Linked DNA regions of Oryctolagus cuniculus: region 1 is linked to region 2. The links are chromatin contacts, called in public Hi-C maps. All regions are on one chromosome and are shown on one strand. The core of a region is the stretch at or near the end of the contact, and the rest is flanking DNA. Distances in the headings are between cores, read along the strand shown.

The links. A called contact is a pair of places that touch in the nucleus more often than the background predicts.
Region 1: a contact with region 2 is called in a Hi-C map of psoas muscle, with 2.9 times the contacts expected there. The contact joins the enhancer-like site here to the promoter of SLC30A1 in region 2. A contact is called at or near these places in 3 of 6 Hi-C or Micro-C datasets (psoas muscle, skin fibroblasts and an unstated tissue).

Annotation. Positions count from the first base shown.
Region 1 is chr13:26,210,195-26,214,364 of mOryCun1.1, forward strand. No RefSeq gene overlaps it. Among named protein-coding and RNA genes, the nearest start is that of NEK2, 42 kb to the right of the region's middle. Within about 2 kb of position 1,362, at least 1 of the 8 cell types and tissues checked has an H3K27ac peak or open chromatin away from gene starts, as enhancers often do.
Region 2 is chr13:26,161,578-26,165,802 of mOryCun1.1, forward strand. SLC30A1 (solute carrier family 30 member 1) reads right to left here and starts at 2,522. Exons shown (of 2, transcript XM_051820544.2): 1 at 1,273-2,522. The coding sequence starts at 1,888.

The DNA of each region.
Region 1 (4,170 bases), core at 112-2,611, 47 kb after region 2:
GCTCCCTTGAGCTAGTTAAAACCTCCTGCGCTCCGTTACCGGATTACCACGTCCCTAGCCAGCAAAAGGGTTGCCAGAAGCGAGTTCGTGGGTCTGGAGCGCAAACACACTGGTGCGCATGCGCACACGTTGCATTTCCTTGGACAGTCTCTGCGCGTCTGAGCCTTCAACATCGTGATCAAGTGTGTGAGATCTGCAGTCTTGGGCCCAGCCTCAGTCCTGGCGCTGCTGCTAGCCAGCTGCGGCAGACTACCCGCGATCCCTGAGCTGTCAGTTCTTCAACTGTCAGGGAGGGCTAATAATAGTATCGACCTCACCGGATTGTTCTGGGCACTGCTAAATGCGCCCAGTGTACAGTACATGCCCTACTCCTGGGGGCCACTCCTAGCCTTGTCAGAAATAGTGGTATGGCGCTAAAAAAAATTATTTATTTATTTATAAGACCGAGCGCCACACAGCGAGAAGGAGAGACAGAACGAGAGCTCTTCCATTGGCTGGTTCACTCCCCAAATGGCTGTAACGGTCAGGGCTGGGTCAAGCAGAAGCCAGGGGCCAGGAGCGCCATCTGGTTCTCTCACATGCGTGGCAGGAACCCGAGTACTTGGGCCATCGTCACTGCCGCCCAAGCACGTTAGCAGGAAGTCGTACTGAGAGCAGAGCCGAGACTGGAACGGGCACTTTGATATGGGATGCTGCTGTCACAGCAGCCTAACCCGCTCCGTCCTAGGTTCCTGATTTCTATTTCTAACTAAATGTTTGTGGTAGATGTGGCTTTGGAGTAGTGGGAGGGGGAGGTTCTTAGTGTGTACTCTGTGCTCGGCCTCAGACTAGCGTGTGGGGGCTGGGCAGCCGCCTTCCTCCGTTATCTCCCAGCAGCATTCCAGTGCACAAGATAGAGTGACAGGGAACTTGGAGAACTCAGTTGTTGCAGCCCCGTGCTGGAAAAGAAGGAGCTGAGAATTCCAGAGGAGGTCCTGGCTCAGAAATTGCCTTTCTTTGAAACAGCTGTTTTTATTTAAAAAAAAAAAAAAGAAAAAAGGCAGGGAGAGAGAGATCTTTTATCCACTGGCTCACTCACCAAATGGCCACAGCAATCAGTATCGGGTCAGGCTGAAGCCAGCAGCCTGGAACTCCATCTGGGTCTTCCATGTGGGTGGCAGAGGCCCAAGCATTTGGACTATCTTGCGATGCCTTCCCAGGTGCATTAGCAGGGAGTTGAGTGGGAAGCAGAACAGCCAAGACTCAAACCAACTGGGTCACAATGCTGGCCCCAAAAGAGGTTTTAGAAGGCACACGTCATAAACTCCATGTGGCCAAGGGCTATGTCTGTTCCACACACCACTAAATCCCCCACGCCAAGCTCAGTGGCTGAAACATTAGCTGGGTAGTTTGAATGAGTACTGACCCCAAGCCAGGGGCTGCCTGCAGAAGCTTTGGAAAGGAAAGAAATTGTGAGTACTTGAAACTGGATCTCTCCAGCTGTTGGCAGGCTGGTCTTGGGAGCTGGAGCGGTGGCTAAGAGTGGCAGCCTAAGTGCTGGCATTTGCTGGCAGGGGTCTGGAGCCCTGAGCCAAGCCAGGACCTACCCAGGAAAGCGAGCCCTGCTGCGGCGGACGGGGCCCTGGCTGCTCAGTAGCCTCATGGCTCCGGCTTCCAACAGGGGTATCACCTCTCGTTTTGCTCCTGCTCCTTTTTGAGCACAGCATTGCCAGATTCAGCAAATCAAAATACAGGATGTCTAGTTAAATTTAAATTTCAGAGAAATGATGAACATACTTTTAGTAAAAGCATGGCTTGTGGGGGCTGGTGCTGTGACATAGCAGGTTAAGGCACCCCAGCGATGCCAGCATCCTGTATGAGTACCAGACTCCTGGCTGTTCGGCTTCTGATCCAGCTCCTGCTATTGCATCCTGGCCTGATGCATTGGTGACCGTCCTGACCCCTGGGCTGGGAGGTCATGGCTGAGCCTAGCCCCAGAGCCCTGGAAAGGGCAGTGGAGCCTGTCCCTTGTGCTGTCCGTGAGACAGGAGGTACACACACTGGGAAAATGGAAGTCAATGCCAACCCCTGAGTGTTTGGTCAAGGCTGCCTGTAGCTGAAATGTTCTCAGCGGGGGAAGAGGGGTTGAATGACAGAGAGGGACCATGGAGCCTCGGGTCTTGGGATGACAACCGTGACAATAACAGCTCCCACCCTGAGACTCCTGCACCTGCACCAGGCTCCAGGCCTTCCGTAAGCTCACCAGTTTTCACAATGACCAGCACCTCTGCTGTGACCCTGCTGGCCAGCTCAAGCACTTGGAATGAGGGTCTGGGATGGGGGGGGGGGGTAGGGGGCTGGGAGGAGGAGGTATGCCGTGGGCTAGAGGTGGGATCTGTACCACCCCTTCCACCCTGTGTGACCCCAGGGAACGTCTGCCCCTCTGAGCCGTAGCTTCCTGACCTGCAAAACTAGCCTGATGGCCAACGAGCCTTGGGGGTGTGGTGAGAAGTCACAGGTGCCAGGGTAGAGGGTGCCCACCTGAGCAAGGCTTTGGTGAGCCATCATCTCAGAGTCCCCACTTGGAAAGGAGAGGATGATTCCTGACACCTTTCCTGGTGTCACTCCTACCCTCTGGGGAGATGGGGAGGTAAGAGTCCAGCCCACTGAGATGGGTGAATTTGACCTTGGCCTTAGGAGGCAGGCCTGCTGGGCCGTCAGGGTCCTCTGTGAACAGAATGGCAGGAGTGACAGTTGAAAGCTTTGTTGTATGAAAGGAGAGCAGCACTGGCTGGGTCCAGTCCCTAGAGACCGTCCAGTGACCTAAGAGCTGGGGAAGGGACCCTGGGAGCATCTGTGGCTTTCGGGGAAAGTATAGCGGATGGCGTGCTAAACAGAAGCAGTTGTACCCAGAGGAGCGGCTCCAGGACCATGGCCTCTCCCAGGCCCCACACAGTGCCCCTTGCCAGCTCAGGAGGGCCACTGCCAAGCGGGGCATCTGAGCTCCATAGGCTTCTGGGGTCTGGAAGGCACGGAGGCCGCCCCGCCGCCCCCAGGCTGCTGTGGGAAGACTGCAAGTTGGGGCGAGCTGGTGAGTGGCGCTTGGGGGCGCTGCTCCAGGCTGCCCAGGACCAAAGCTGCCACAGCCACCCCACCCCAACCGGGCTGCTGCCCAGAAGCGCCTTCCTGTTCTGTCTCCCTGGACTTCCCCTCACAAGGGCGAGCCAGATGCCCGCAAGTGCCCGCTCGCTCCTGTCCCCTCCCTTGCTGTGACCCTGCCAGTGGGGCAGGTGGCCAGTGGGAAGCCCAGGGAGGGGGTGGACGGGGCTGGCCGTGACCTCAGCAGGCTGGCGTCACGGCCCAGTCTCTGCCAGGATGAGGCTGGGAGCCCACTGAAGGCAGAGCCGGCATTTCCCTCCAGCTGTGGTGCCCCCATAGAGCCTCCCTGTGCCTGGGTTACTGATGGACAGAAGAGAGAATGGCCACGTGCGGAAGATGCCGCCAGTGGGGTTTGTGCCAACGAAGGCGCTGGCAGCCACAGCAGCCCCGGGCCAAGCCCTGTGTGGTGGAGATTGTGGGTGTTGCCACCCCAGGCTGTGAGTGTTCTGTGGTTTTCTCCAAGAAGCCACAGGCTGCCTCACTGGCCTGAGATTGTCCTCTCCTGCTGCCTAGTTCAGGGTCAAGGGGAGGCCCCTGAACCCAAATATCCCACCCCAACCCAGGGCTTCCATGCGTCCTGGGCCCTGGCACCAAACAAGTGGGGGCGGGGGCAGCCCTTGGGGACTGGGTTCTGAGGAGCAGACCCTCCTGTGTTGGGGACGGGGGGATCCCCGCTGCGGCTCACTCAGCCCCACAGGCACGGACACCACAGCCAAGGCCATGGCCCGCAGCCGGGGCGGCAGCGCTCAGTGGACAGTGCTGGGGAAGTTTCCAGGGGAAGCTGTGTCTGGGGCGGGGCTGTCCGGCAGTGTAGCTGGGGGCGGGGCTCTCAGTGAAGGTGTGTTCCCAAGGTGAAGAGCTCAGCTACCTCCTCTCTGGGACCTTAGCAAGCCACCTGGCCTGGCCAGGACTCAGCTGTGCCGTCTGTGAATTGGGAGAGCAACATTGACTCTCAAAGATTAATTAAGATAAGGCCTGGAAAGCAGCTCTCGGGGTCTGTGGCCACTAGGCACTCACTGAATGTTGTTTTGT
Region 2 (4,225 bases), core at 1,272-3,771:
CAAGTCAACAATACAAATCAACAATCACTGACACTTCAGGAACTGGAACCATGAGGCCAGTGCTGTGACACAGCCGCCTGCAGCCCCAGCTCCCTGCTGGATAGCAGAGGATAGCCCAAGTCCCCAGGCTCCTGCCACATGGGAGATCAGGGGGAGGCTCCTGGTTCCCAGCTTCGGCCTGGTCCAGCCCCTGCCCTTGCAGCCATTTGGGGAGTGAACCAGTGGATGGACTATCTCTGTCTCTCCTTTCCTCTCTGTTAACTCTGACTTTCAAATTAATTAGGGTTGCTCCTTAAAAATAAAGAAAAAAGAAAAATTGGAACCAAGCGATTATTACCTACCCCACTAGCTTTTAAGGTGAGAGAGTTATCTTTTAAAAGAACTACACACCAGTTTAGCTTGATTTCTTTGGACTATCACCCTGCCTGGTGGATGAGGGGAGATACATTAGACCCTTTCAGTGCACAATGTGAACCTCATCAACAGGAGATACTGCACCAAAAGGGGAAAACTGCACCTCGTATGATAAACTGGATGAATAGCAATGGAAAAAATGGGAGGAAATACACAAACTGTTTACATGGCTGAGCTTGGGTAACATGCCATTGCTTCGTTTGCTGGTTTATTTTTCCCCACTTCCTTTCAACATTTATTTTCCAAATTCTCTTCAAGAGCACTTATGTTAAAGGAAAAGCATTCATTAAAAATACACGATAAATAAATTAGCGTCACTTTCCTTTTGGTCTTAAGGGAAGTACATGTTAACCCCGGACAAACCCCTAGGATTTTCAGGATTGGGGATCGATGAACTGAAAAATACATTGCGGCTCATAAACGAAACCTTTACCCAGGGCTCATGCGCTCTGAAGGCAACGTTACGAAACTTGTGCAGTGGGCACGGGACTACTTGGGCTGGGCAGGGTCTCAGCCCCCAAGTAAGGACGGACAGGGGGTCCCCTCCGTTCCCCAGGGGGGCCGCCGAGGGCCTGGATTCCGAAGCATTTTCGGAGCTGTCCCGCCGACTGCCCCGAGATGCGGCCCCCTCTGCCTCTTCCCGCCGCGGCAGACCCACCGCCCCCCGCTCCTCCCACCCGGCCCGGGTGGGTCCGGCTTCCTCGAGCTGCGGGGCTTGTGCGGGCCGTGCGGGAAGCCGGCGGCGCGGCCGGGCTCGCGCGGGCGCCAGGGGGCGTCCCGGCCACCCCGCCCAGGGCCAGGCGGGGTGGCCGGGACTCCCCAGACCCAACCACCTGCGGCCGCGACTGCTGCGCTCACCTGCCGGGTCCACCTTGAGTCCGTTGGAGTTGCTGCTATTGGCCACCAAGGTGTTGGTCTCCTCCAGCTCCGGGCCCTGCTCGCCGGGGGCCGCGCTGCCGTCGCTGCCCCCGGCGCGGTTGCTCTTGACGCGGACCCCCTTGGGGAGGCCGTGGCCGTGGCCCCCGTGCGAGTGGCCGTGGCCGGAGTCCTGGCTGAAGCCGCTGTGGTGGTGGAAGAGGCAGAGCCCCAGCACGTTAACCAGCAGCCCGGCCACGCCGACGCCGAGGACCACGAGCGGCTGCTGCATCTCGTGCGGTTCGATGAAGCGCTCGATGGCTTCGAGCAGGATGGCGAAGCAAAGGCCGGTCAGGAAGATGGCGTTCACCAGGGCCCCCATCACCTCGGCCCGGATCCAGCCGAACGTGTTCTTCTGGGTGGCGTGGGTCCGCCGGGCGAAGCGCTCGGCCACCAGCGCCACCACGAGCGCCAGCACGTCCGACAGCATGTGGAAGGAGTCCGAGAGCATCGCCAGCGACGAGGTCACCCGGCTCACCACCACCTCCAGCACCATGAACATGAAGGTCAGCAGCAGCATGCACAGCAGCCGGCCCCGGTTCCGACCCCAGCACCCCATGGCTGCGGCGGAGCGGCCCGGCGACCCGGGAGGCGGCGGCGGCGGCGGCGGCGGCGACCCGGCGACGCGGGTCGGAGGGCGGCGCGGGGCTCTTGCCGCCGGACTCCGGCAGCTCGGGAAACCGCTGCGGGGCTCCCGCGGCCGCACGGGGGCGAGCCCGGGGTCAAGCCGCTGAGCCCCGCGCCTGCGGGCGTCCTCGGCCGGCCGGCGGCGGCGGCGCGCAGCTCCTCAGGCGTCTGTTCTCCGAGCCGGCGCCGAGGCCCTGCTCAACCCTGGCAGCCCCCACACCCACAGCGGGGCGGAGGCGGCGGCGGCTGTGGTGGCGGTGGCGGTGGCGGTGGCGGCGGGGAGCCGGGACTCCCGGAGCCGAGGGACGAGCAGCCGGAGCAGGAGCAGGAGCAGGCGGGCGGCGGGCGAGGGTGACCCGGAGCTCCGCGCCGAGAGGGCTCCGAGCATCTGAGGGCTCTCCTCGCCGATCTCCGCTGAGAGTGAACTGAGGAGCCCACCGCTGAGGAGCTGAAGAGGCGGCGGCCACGGCAGCTGCACTCGGCCCGGTCTCGGGCGCCTTCTTCGCCCCCCCGCCTTTGCAGACGGTTTACAAAAAAACTTTGCTTTGCACTCGGAACCCCCGTTTTCACACGGACCCGAGCGTGACAAGGCCCCAACGCCACGCCCACCGGGCCCGGAACGTTTTCCCATTGGCCAGGACTCCCTCACGACAGCTGCCCCGCCCCGCCCATCCGCCCCGGCTATTGGATGGAAGCTCGGAGGGGCGGGAGAGGGCGGGGTGGCGGCTCCAACCGATGGAGGCGGGGCCTTTCCCTACAGGAGCCGGGCGTGGGCCGGGGGCCGCGGCCGGGTGCAGCGGCGGGCGTCGTGGGGGAGGGTAGGGGGCGCGGGCCGCGTGCAGCGGGAGGGGGAGGGGCGGGCGGGAACCTCTCGGGCGTTGCCAAGGCCGCGTTAGGTGTGGAGGGGTCCTCGCAGCCCCCCGCACACCTGCCGGGGCCGGGCTGCAAACAGACTTTGATCCTGCCAGTCGAGTCCACGTGGGGGCGGGCTGCGCGGCGGCTTGTGACAGCCCGGCGGCCGGGGAGGGGCCGGGGGCAGCCCCTGCATGCGGGGCCCTCGGGTGCGCGCCCCTGTCAGAGCCTCCAGACTCATAAACAAGTGCCGGACGTAACTTGTGACTCTGCCCCGCCGGGCCGAGGAGTTCGTCCTGCGGGCGGCTTTGCAAGTGGCGTGAAGGAGATCTTTGTAAATGTTTCCGTAAAGCAAATTGCCCCTGTCACGCCGCCCCCAGGAGGCCCTGTGTAACGCGGGGGCTTTCTGTCACTCATTACCCAGGGACCATTTAGGGCACAGACTTCAGCAGGAGGACCCTGGGCTCTGGCTCTTGCCCGATCACCGGCAAGTCGTCGGGCCCCTCTCGGCCTGTGTGTTGGTTGCTGAGGGGAAGGATCGATGGCCGAGCGGGACCCGGGCTTCCTTCAGAGCCCCGCGTTCGGAGGCTTTGTGTTTGTGGACCACGCGGCCGAACCCTGCGGTGCTGGTGTTGCTGGGGAGGGGGAGGGGCAGCTTCTGCCCTGGTGGGGGTCACATAGGCGGGTACAAACTTTAAGTGATGACAGAGCCCTCCCTAAGGCGTGTTTATGCACTGGCTCAGATTGGAGATACACGCAGGGTTCCTGGGGCGGCGATTAGCCGATCTGGAGGTGAAGGATTCCTGGTCCAAGTGGGGTGGGCTGGAGCTTAGGATCATCACAGTGGCCTCTCCACTGCCCCTGGTGGGGGAGCTGGCCCCCAGCTGCTCCACATCTGTGCCAGACCAACGCAGTGCCAGCCCTTGCCTTCAGATCAGCACATGAGTTAGGCTACTTTGCATTTGGGGGGGGGGTATTATTAAGTCTATAAAATTCTTTTTCACTTGTATGTGGAGTGTTTCTCAACTCCCCATCTAGTCTGGAGAGCCACATCTTCATTTTCTGTGTTTGTTCTGCTGGGATAGAAAAGAATGGAAAGTTTCCCAGTCATTATTAAGGAAGAATTGACAGAGCTGTGTGATTAATAGGGTATGGGGAGGAAGAAGGCTGCTTAGCAGAATTAAAGATACTCACAGTGCTCCTAATCTGGCAAGGAAACCACTTCCTTGACTAGGTGAGGCAGCCGGGAAGGGGGCCAAGAAGCTTGGTTTAAAGGGGGAAATACGGAGCTCCTTTCCCCCCTTTATGTGAAAAGCAAAGAGCTAGTGAGCGATAGCTTCCATCCACGGGCTCACTCCTCACATGCCAGCAACAGCTAGGGTTGGGTCAGGCTGAAGACAGGAGCCTGGAACTCAAC